2 separate regions of the Gossypium hirsutum genome follow, and region 2 is linked to region 1. The links are chromatin contacts, called in public Hi-C maps. All regions are on one chromosome and are shown on one strand. Each heading gives the region's core, a stretch centred on a gene start, on an enhancer-like site or on the middle of the called end of the contact. The rest is flanking DNA. Distances are from core to core; before and after follow the strand shown. Region 1 holds the start of LOC107886538 (protein DETOXIFICATION 29). Region 2 holds the start of LOC121219607 (glutamate--glyoxylate aminotransferase 2).

What was found. A called contact is a pair of places that touch in the nucleus more often than the background predicts.
Region 2: a Hi-C map of leaf shows a contact between it and region 1, with 2.4 times the contacts expected there. The contact joins the promoter of LOC121219607 here to the promoter of LOC107886538 in region 1. A contact is called at or near these places in 4 of 34 Hi-C or Micro-C datasets (callus and leaf).

The regions. Positions count from the first base shown.
Region 1 is chrA03:97,390,595-97,395,229 of Gossypium_hirsutum_v2.1, forward strand. LOC107886538 (protein DETOXIFICATION 29) reads right to left here and starts at 1,984. Exons shown (of 8, transcript XM_016810531.2): 1 at 1,414-1,984; 2 at 766-1,307. The coding sequence starts at 1,752. LOC107886539 (protein DETOXIFICATION 29) reads right to left here. Exons shown (of 8, transcript XM_041109192.1): 5 at 4,601-4,635; 6 at 4,398-4,516; 7 at 4,184-4,270; 8 at 3,863-4,099. The coding sequence ends at 4,007.
Region 2 is chrA03:97,889,765-97,894,399 of Gossypium_hirsutum_v2.1, forward strand. It overlaps LOC121219607 (glutamate--glyoxylate aminotransferase 2), which reads right to left and starts at 1,820. Exons shown (of 14, transcript XM_041098080.1): 1 at 1,237-1,820; 2 at 594-762. The coding sequence starts at 710. It also overlaps the pseudogene LOC121218319.

The DNA.
Region 1 (4,635 bases), core at 734-3,233:
AATATTATTTTATCAATAAATAATAAAATGTTATATGTAAGAATTAAACTTAGAATTATCAAATTAAACATCACTCACTCTACCGCGTAAGCTAAAACAATTATTTTTATATATAATAATTACAATCACTAATTATATTATAATTCGATATAATTAATATGTTAAGCGATATTAAAAAATATCGTGATAAATAATTTATTTTGATAATTAATTTATAAAGATTGCTAGGTTAAAAAAAGGGTGAAATGAGAAATGATATTGTTTCTATCTTGTCATGTCTTGTATTGGAACTTCATATAAAATATTTCAAAGAAAAATGAATGAACGGTAGGTATTCAACTGAAATCTTTAAAAAAATAATTCTAAAAAGCCCAAAATTTAAAATTATTTTTTTTTCAATGTATTTGTTTCAAAGTATATTTTAAAAAAATTATATCAATTTTGAAACGTAACTTTCGGTATAAATATAAAATAAATAAATGTAAACAGATGTGAAATAAATAACAATATCAATAATTTATGAGAATTAAATAAAAAGTTAAAATTTATATAAATAATTACGTGAAATTAAAATTAAGCATTTAAAATAAGTTTTAGGTAAAGGGTTTAAACTCGTTCTTAAAAATGTTATAAAGCATTTCTCACACATAGAATCACGTTGAAATTGGAATAATAAATTTAGGGATTTATATTTTGAAAAAAAATAAAAAGACCTAATTCATTTTTAAAAATGATTTTTAGTTTTTTTCTGCCTAGGGGACTTACCAGAGCATTACTGCTGAAGCTAAAGACAATCTAACAAAACCCCACAGATGTTGAAATGCCTTCCAAGAGAAGCCGGTCCAAGTCCGATCACAAGCGCCGCTAATTATGTACAAAAACTGAGCCACAACTATGAAAATCCACGACATATTTAAAACAACGGCTGCACCCGCTAGGCCCCATCCCAGCTTTAGCATCAAGAGCCAGCTTAATACAGTGTGCAGAACCAACACCACTCCTGCTATCACCGCCATCACCATGATCTTGCTCTGCGCCTGTAAGAACTTCGCCATCGGAAAGTTGAACGCGTAAGCAAACAGTTGAGGCAACATCCACATTGCGAACATTCCGGCCGCCTTCGATATGCTTTCTGTTTGGCCTATTACCCTCAAAAATTTTGACGCGAATATGTATAACAAGCTTAACATCAAAGCCGTTGAGTTGAGGATGACCCATGATCTTTGCATGTACGCCCCTAACATACCAACCTGCCCTGCTCCAAATGCTTGGCCGCATAAAGTTTCGAGTGCACTTCCCATCCCAAGCTATTCAAGTTTTAATCAAGTATTCTGCGATTACTGTTATTTGTAACTAAGCTAACAAAACTAAAACTAAAACTATTAACGAAGGAAATTTAATTTACAGATTTACCATGACGCCGAAGGAGAAACCGGCGATGAATGAATTCTCCACGGAGAAGGCGGCAAGAGCTAGAGTGCCAACTTGGCCGGAAAAGACTTGAGTGATAGCGCCGAGGGAGTATCGGCAAAGAGATGTGAAGATGGCGGGGCCAGCAAGGAACCAGAGCTTCTTGGACTCTATCAGGTATTCTCTGAAGAAGTCACGGACGCCGTTGATCGGTGGGATGTCATCGATGCCGGCCGTGAAGGTGGTGTTTGATAGTCTAGAAAGTAACTGCTCCTGGTGGTGGCTGTCCTCGCCGACTAGCCGAGGGGAAAGAAGCGGTTGCTCAGCATCCTCCATAGCCATATGAGAGCACAAAGAGCAATCGGCCAAGATAGATGTAGATAATATTTTTGGATAGAAGAATGATTTGTTTGGAGATTTTAAGTGTATAAATTTATATTCGAATTTTAAAATAAAATTCAATCCGGGAAATTTATGTAAATATGTTGAAAAAAAAACATTTCAGAAATTACACTATCTTTTAAAAAAATTACCGAATTTTATGAATTTTATCCATAATTTTTCCTACCATCAAATGTTTTGGTTTTTTGCTACATATGACTTAATTTCGGTCTAACATTCCTTTGGTATAAAATGATTTTGCAAAGCATGACCAACTCCTTAATATAATGTTTTTTTTTTTCTCAAGGGCGAAATCAGAGTTAATATTTTACGCTTTTTCTCGCCCAACCTTTTTGACCATTATTTTAATATTTTAAATATTTATATTGTTATTTTAAAATTGTTTGGATACATTATAATTAGATTAAAGGATTTTTTTTTTACTTGGATAATATAAAAATAATCTTTAAATAGTATTCCATCTCTATTATTTACCAAAATATATGGATTGAATATTATTTAGGGATGGAGGGTTTGAAGGTGGCGGCTCCACCATTATTTTGCTAGCAATCATAACTCATCATTAAGAATATAATTTGTGTTAAAAAATATAATTAAATGATGGAGGGAGTGGGACAGGCAACACATGTATCTAGTTTACACCGGTTAAAATACAGGTTGAGGAAAAATCATTTTTAAAGGCCGGAGAAAGGAACATGAAAGGCAACACCAATGGAGGCATAGTTTATTTTGCTAGCAATCATAACCCTATCATTAAGTATATAATTTGTGTTAAAAAATATATTTAAATGATGGAAGAAGTAGAAGAGGCGACACTTGTATGTAGTTTATACCGGTTATAATATGGGTTAAGAAAAATTAATTTTTAAAGTATGGAGGAGGTAACCTGACAGGCAACACTAGTGGAGGCATCGTGTTAGGCGACACCTTTCTACGACAAAAGTGACCACACACTCAAGGGGTCTGATGACTTAAATGGGTTGATTTAAGACACGGGTGAAAAAAATGAATTTTAAAAGAGGGGCCATGGTCCTCTCAGCTGTAAAAAAAAAATAAAAAATAAAAAAAATTGTAAGAGAAGCTAACAGTTTATGAGAAGAGAAGAATGGGAAGATGTAGCACAGAAGAGAAGAAAAGTTTTGAAAGGTTAAGTTTTATTATTGTAATTTTTTTTTGTTTAGGGCTTTAAAGGGAGGAATATATTGTTATGTGGTTTTAATATTTATTATATGTTTGATTTAGGGATTAGTGTGAAAGGAGGCAACAATAAATTTTTTGAAAGGTAATTTTTTTTAATTATAATTTATTTGTTTAATATTTTTTAATATTTATTATTCATTTGAATTTGTTGTTTTGGAAGGAAATGAGGCAACAACAAATATTATTTTGAAGGTATATTTTTGTTTTGTAGTTATTATTTATTTGGGGTGATTTACTTAAAAATGCTCATCTCCAAGTATATTTATGAAAATAGGCTAATTTCCACATTATTTATCGGAAATGGCCGGTTTTAGCAAAATGCGTCCATGTAGGAGCGTTTTAGGGGGAAAATGCCAGCAAATCGCACCCTTGGGGTAACATATTGCCATGTCAGTATAAAACGCACTGACGTGGACCCGCTTTCCTGACCTGGTGGGACCGAATGTTTAAAACATGGCCAGGTTTTTACAAATCCCTCGATTCCACAAAACATTGTCAGAATTAGAGGAAATTTGTGTTAAAAATTACATTTTGAGGTATGATTAACAAATGGATATTGAAGATGAAAACAAGACTTTTAAAAACCAAAATAAAAGAAATCTATTATGTTATATAAATTTAAAAGTAATTAAACATTTGAAATAAAAAAAAATTCTATGTCATCTGTCACATGCTAGTTATACATTGTTTGTAATGTACTAAAAAAATGCTTACATGCATTGATAGCTATTGATGAAAGATTTATGAAATGATTTTACTTAATTTCTTGATAAAACACTTTATTTATAGATGTAAAAATAATTATATAAAATTTAAATCCGTAATTTAAAAATAAAATAATAGTTCAAGATCATTTAAAATTAGGATGTTGATAATAATTAATTTATTTAAATATTTCAAACCTAATGCCACTATTAATAGGAAAGCAGTTCTCTGACTGAAATTAGGGTTCCTCCAATAGATGAAAACACAATAGCTCTCATTAACATTCTTTTTAGCTATTGTTATTATTATCTTGTAGCATATTCTTCTCTTCAGAGTGAATTTCGCCTCCCCATTTCTTTATCCTTTCCTCCGCAATTGAAGCCTGCAATAATATATATATATATATAATTCAAGTTAGATGCAACATTTGTAGTTCTTTTCTATATATCTGTTTAATTTTTCTTACCTCTTTGGTCCAATTGGTTCTGTAAATCATTCCTACTAGTACACAAGTTTGCACGACTGTTCCTGTTAACATCCCACACCAAATTCCCTGGAGAGTAAAATTAAAAGAAGCAATTGAGTGTTTGCAGCACTCAGCATTTTTATAAATTCTCTTGCACTACAAAGATTTTCTTGAAAAGTTTTTATTTGAGTTGGATGATGGAGAAGATACATACCTTGACACCCAGGTTAAGCGCAAAACCTAATGTGAGACCCAGAGGAACTCCAAAAATATAGTAACATGCAATGTTTACATAGGCAACAGCAGTTTGCCATCCAGCTCCAACGGCCATTCCTATATAATAAATAATTTTGTTTATAATGTTTTAAAGGTAACTGATATCCCTGAAACTAATTAAGAAGCAAAAGAAGACGAAACCTGAGAGGACAGGTTGAATATTGTTGATGATAATG
Region 2 (4,635 bases), core at 570-3,069, 500 kb after region 1:
GAAAATAGAATCAAGGAGGCATTTATCTAGGAAACTAGAGTACAATCACTTAATACTCAAAAGGCACTAAATAAGTTACAATTAAAAAAATGAATAAAGAACTAATAAAAAGATGTCATAAGTACAAGCTGCATGTACTTGAATGGTAAATAAGTACAGGAGAACATGTCGGGAAATGAAACCTACGGCACAGAGAGAGGCCTTTTGATTATCACTGTCCTCGAGAAAAATGCAGCAATCAGCCTTTAATTAAGCTAAAATTTCTGAGAGGACCTGGTTAGAACTATTAACCCAGACCAAGGGAATCTTGTTAACTCCCCTAACTCTTACACCCGGAGTCCTTGAATGGTAAATAAGTACTCTAAGTCTAGCTCAAACTGTGATTATACTAATTATGATAAGTTTTCAAAAATATCTAAGAACAACAGTATGGTTTTAAATACCCCAACAAAGAATATGTAGGAAATAGGCATTTACACATTCTCTGTTGATAGCAAAAGCTAAAAGCACCAACATATAAAACTCTGCGAATTCAGCATACGAAGCAGAACTGCATGCTGAAATAAAATAAGAAGAAAGCAGGAAAAACATACCTTCTTCCCTTCCTTCTGAAGCTCAGAAGCTCGAAGATACAACTCACCTCTAACTGCATATTGAACTTTCTTCACGTTTTCATTCATTGTCTCATAGTCTAATGCCTTAAGACCCATGATGCCCAAGTTCCTTCCTTGAACTTACCAATATATGGACTCGGTACTCAACCTGTAAGAGAACTAAAAAGCATAAGTCTAATTTAACATTTTGGTTTTGCATATAAGTTTATTACTTGGCTTTCCAGTTCCAATACGAGAGTAACAATCAGCAAAACAATTCGAACGTTATAATATAATCACTATAAATTCGCTCTAATCCTAAATCTTAAAATCGGGTCTAAACATTTGAAAAGGAAAAACAAACATCGGCTCTAAGGTTCATATGATAGGAAAACATGCATTAATGGAAAGGATTAAAAGGAAAATCATAAAGTGAAAGAGAGCCTCTTGCGATGCGATCAATGCAATTATCAGTGAATATGGAGCCAAGCCAGAATACTAGAAAATCCAGGCATAGAAATGCATTTAGAAGTTTGAAAACAGTCAATAATCAATAGTCTATCAACAAAATCACACGGTTACCTTACACCAAAACCAAGAATCCGTAAAATTCAGGACCTAAACTCAATAAATCATGAATTACCAGAAAATCCAAACAGTTCACCCTTAAAACTAAACAGGGAAGTGCAGAACAGAAAAAAACTCCGTAAACGAGAGTAACCCGTGGGATGAGTGGAGTTGAAACTGATATCCCGAGGTGTGCAGAGCAAAGGGCAGGCACAGATTTTATGTGTAGTTTATTGTGTTGCAAGTGTCAGAGACTTTTTCATGTCAGGGAAAGGCAATATATACAAATAAAGAATTGATATATATAAAGATGTGGCAGTGTGTAAGGATTTGAAAGCAGTGGCAGCAGCAGAGCCACTGAAAAAGGGGATTTATTTTGAAAATGTGGGGATGCTGTGTTTTATCTTAAAAGATCAAAACACAAAGGATAAAATTGATCGGCGAGGTGTGGTGTAGCTTCAAACTGTGAGTTATTGGTAGATAATGAACCCTTTGGGGACTCCCTCACGTCTTCTTTGGACTCATGTTCAACATTGGTCGCTCTCACCAACTCCCAAGTGTGGTTCACGTTCCATTCTTTAGAGGAATTTTCTCATCTAATGGCTAATGGCAAATGGTAGTAGTAATTTGGTCAACTTTCATGAATGATTATTATGAATATTAGCGAAGGTCAATCATCGCTATTTATTTATTTTTATCTTTCACTCTTGATGATTTACCATTAGAAAAGTGGCAAGACAGGATTCAAAAATTTCATTCTTAGTTAGAAACTTGTAAATTAATTGAAGATAACAATTACAACATTCTCATTAAATTTATTTTTAGATTCACAAAATTGTTAAAAGACTGGTGAAATGCTATCACTCAACATGATCAAATGCAGTTTCTAGTCCTTCAAGATTTAGCCCAATCAATCAGAATCATGCATCAATACTTTGTAAGAAAACTGAAGAGCTGTTAACCTTGAAAAGAAGAGAATTCTACAAAAAAAAATGTCGAGGCATTTAGTTAGCCCAAACCAAAAATCCTTGCCTACAAAAACATTTTTTCAGCCCAGGCCCATTAAGACGTACAGAACATCTTCCTCATCCTCCACTTTTCCTACTGTTTACCCTGTTGCTCCAAACGCTAAATGTCTTAAGATGGATGGCGAATGCTTTTTTCATTGGTGATAATGTTGCTGCTCTATGAACTTCACCCGGAATGAACGGATATCAGTATAATCATATCACTTGATATAATATGAGACCAATTAGGAATAACAAAATCAATAAACTTAATTGATTAACAATAAATGAATAAATTTTGATTTGTATGAAGTGATGATCTTGACTCGTATAAAATAGTAGTTAAAGTTTTTACCGGATGTTCATTTGGCATGAGTTCAAATTGTGTTATCTCATCCCCATTCCTAATATTGTATAAATAAATAAAAAAGACAATGAATGAATATATTATATTTATAAAATATATATAAATATTTTACCTAAACTCGAACTTTCTTTTAAGAGAATTACTTTTGAGGATAGTAAATATATAGAAAAAAAACAATTAATCAATGACATTGGATTTGCAACTAATTTTTAGATGGTACAAAATTTTAATGCTATCAAAAAACAGATATAGAAAAGATATCTGTAAAAGACCACTTTCTCTCCTCTAATTAAGAAAAAGACCAAAAAAATGCGAGAGAGAAGCAGGCAGTGCTCCATACAAGTTCATTATTTTACTTTGTGCGACATCTTTATATAATTTAGGAGCCTCTTATGGGCCTTACCACTGTCAATGGCTTCTTTGGCTCTTTCCAAAGCTAAGGAACGTCTTCTGCCCCATCACATCCTAGTAAATGATCCACAATTCCAGCATTCAAAACAATCCGGTCATATGCCGGCCCTTTTTCACCTCGAAGAGCTGCCAAACCCAACTCGATATTCTTCGATACCTGATATATTATAGCAAACATGGTCGTTTGACAACAGGTTTTCAAAAATAACAGACATAAGAGACTGAGGCAAAGAGGAGTTTCATATCCACCCTTTGTGGTGGTTGGTTGGAAGGGGATATATAGAAAAGGATTTTTGAATTTTACCGATCTATTGGTTCTTGGGAGTATCAGTTGGTTCAAAACCATAGTCCATTGCATTAACCTCAAGCCTGAAACTCGGACGTTATACACCTGCAACATTAGGATATTGGTTGGCATTAAAATTCTGCAAATAATCTTATTTCCATTGGATATCTAGAAAGCTTTCGAAATGGATTAAACAATACAAAGCTAAATACGAACCATCCACTTCACAAGCTGATTCCATGCCTACCGAACGAAAACCAGAACAATGGTTCACAGGAAGTCCTTTTGATGTGCTTGCTGATAGCAACCTAGTTGTCATTGAGAGGGCACCTTCTTCACCCTTAAATAAGAGTAGTCTCAAACATTTAAGTGTTTTGTTTGGATTACTCGTTGATTTTTTCAGAATTTAAATTGAATCAAGATATCTTGAATATCATAAAGGAAAAGTCCAAATTTATTCTTTTACTCCTTTACCAAATCATTTTTTAATTTAACATGAAGTGCTAACCTTCACTACTAAACCAGAATGAACACCTCTTCTTTTCATAAGCATTAACAATGGTTCCTCATAACCTTCATGATAAAATCCAGTGCCAATTGATTCCCTCCCCTTTGCCTGTTAAAGAAACACAACATTCCTTGAGAAATAAGCACACCAGTCTACATTAGGAATTTTTAGCTAGATAAAGCATCCTAAAAATGTATCCACATATGTACAATGTACACAATATATTAAACTAACACCACTAACATTGCTATCCACCTATACACTCACCCTAATAAATTGCTGAACCTTTTCAGTTGTTTCCAGTGATGGACGTTTCTTTATTTGCTCCCTCAACCCAATCAGTGAATATCTATGAAAATCATAAAAGATTCTTTACCTCCTTCATTCTATTATAGGAAATAAACACCGGTGATACACTAGAAAATCAAATCAAGTACAACACTTCCAATGAGAAGTGAAAAACCAAAATCCTAAGACTTTCAGTTCAATAGTGTTATGTTTCATGATAAGAAACCACTTTAACCAAAAAGACCATAAACTAATAGAATTCTTAAATTAAGTATCTAATTACACTAAGTTTTGGAGAACATAGAAGAAAAAGAACTGTGGAATTATAACCCAAGAACAAACAGTGTTAGAGATCTATTTCTTAGGTGTTCAGGTTTTCAACTGAAATAAGATCATATGCAGAACTTCATGCAAAAGGAAATAAAATTTAAATGTTTTTAAACATGTTACAGTTATCATGAAAAAGGAGAAAAGATGTACTAAAAAATTGATTGCAAGAACAGGCTGGCTTTTTCAGGAGCAATACTTTTTGAACTTGGAATAGATAGAAATGTTAACATTAAGTATGTTGAACCTTTATCCATTTTAATTTCCAATTCCCTCTTTGT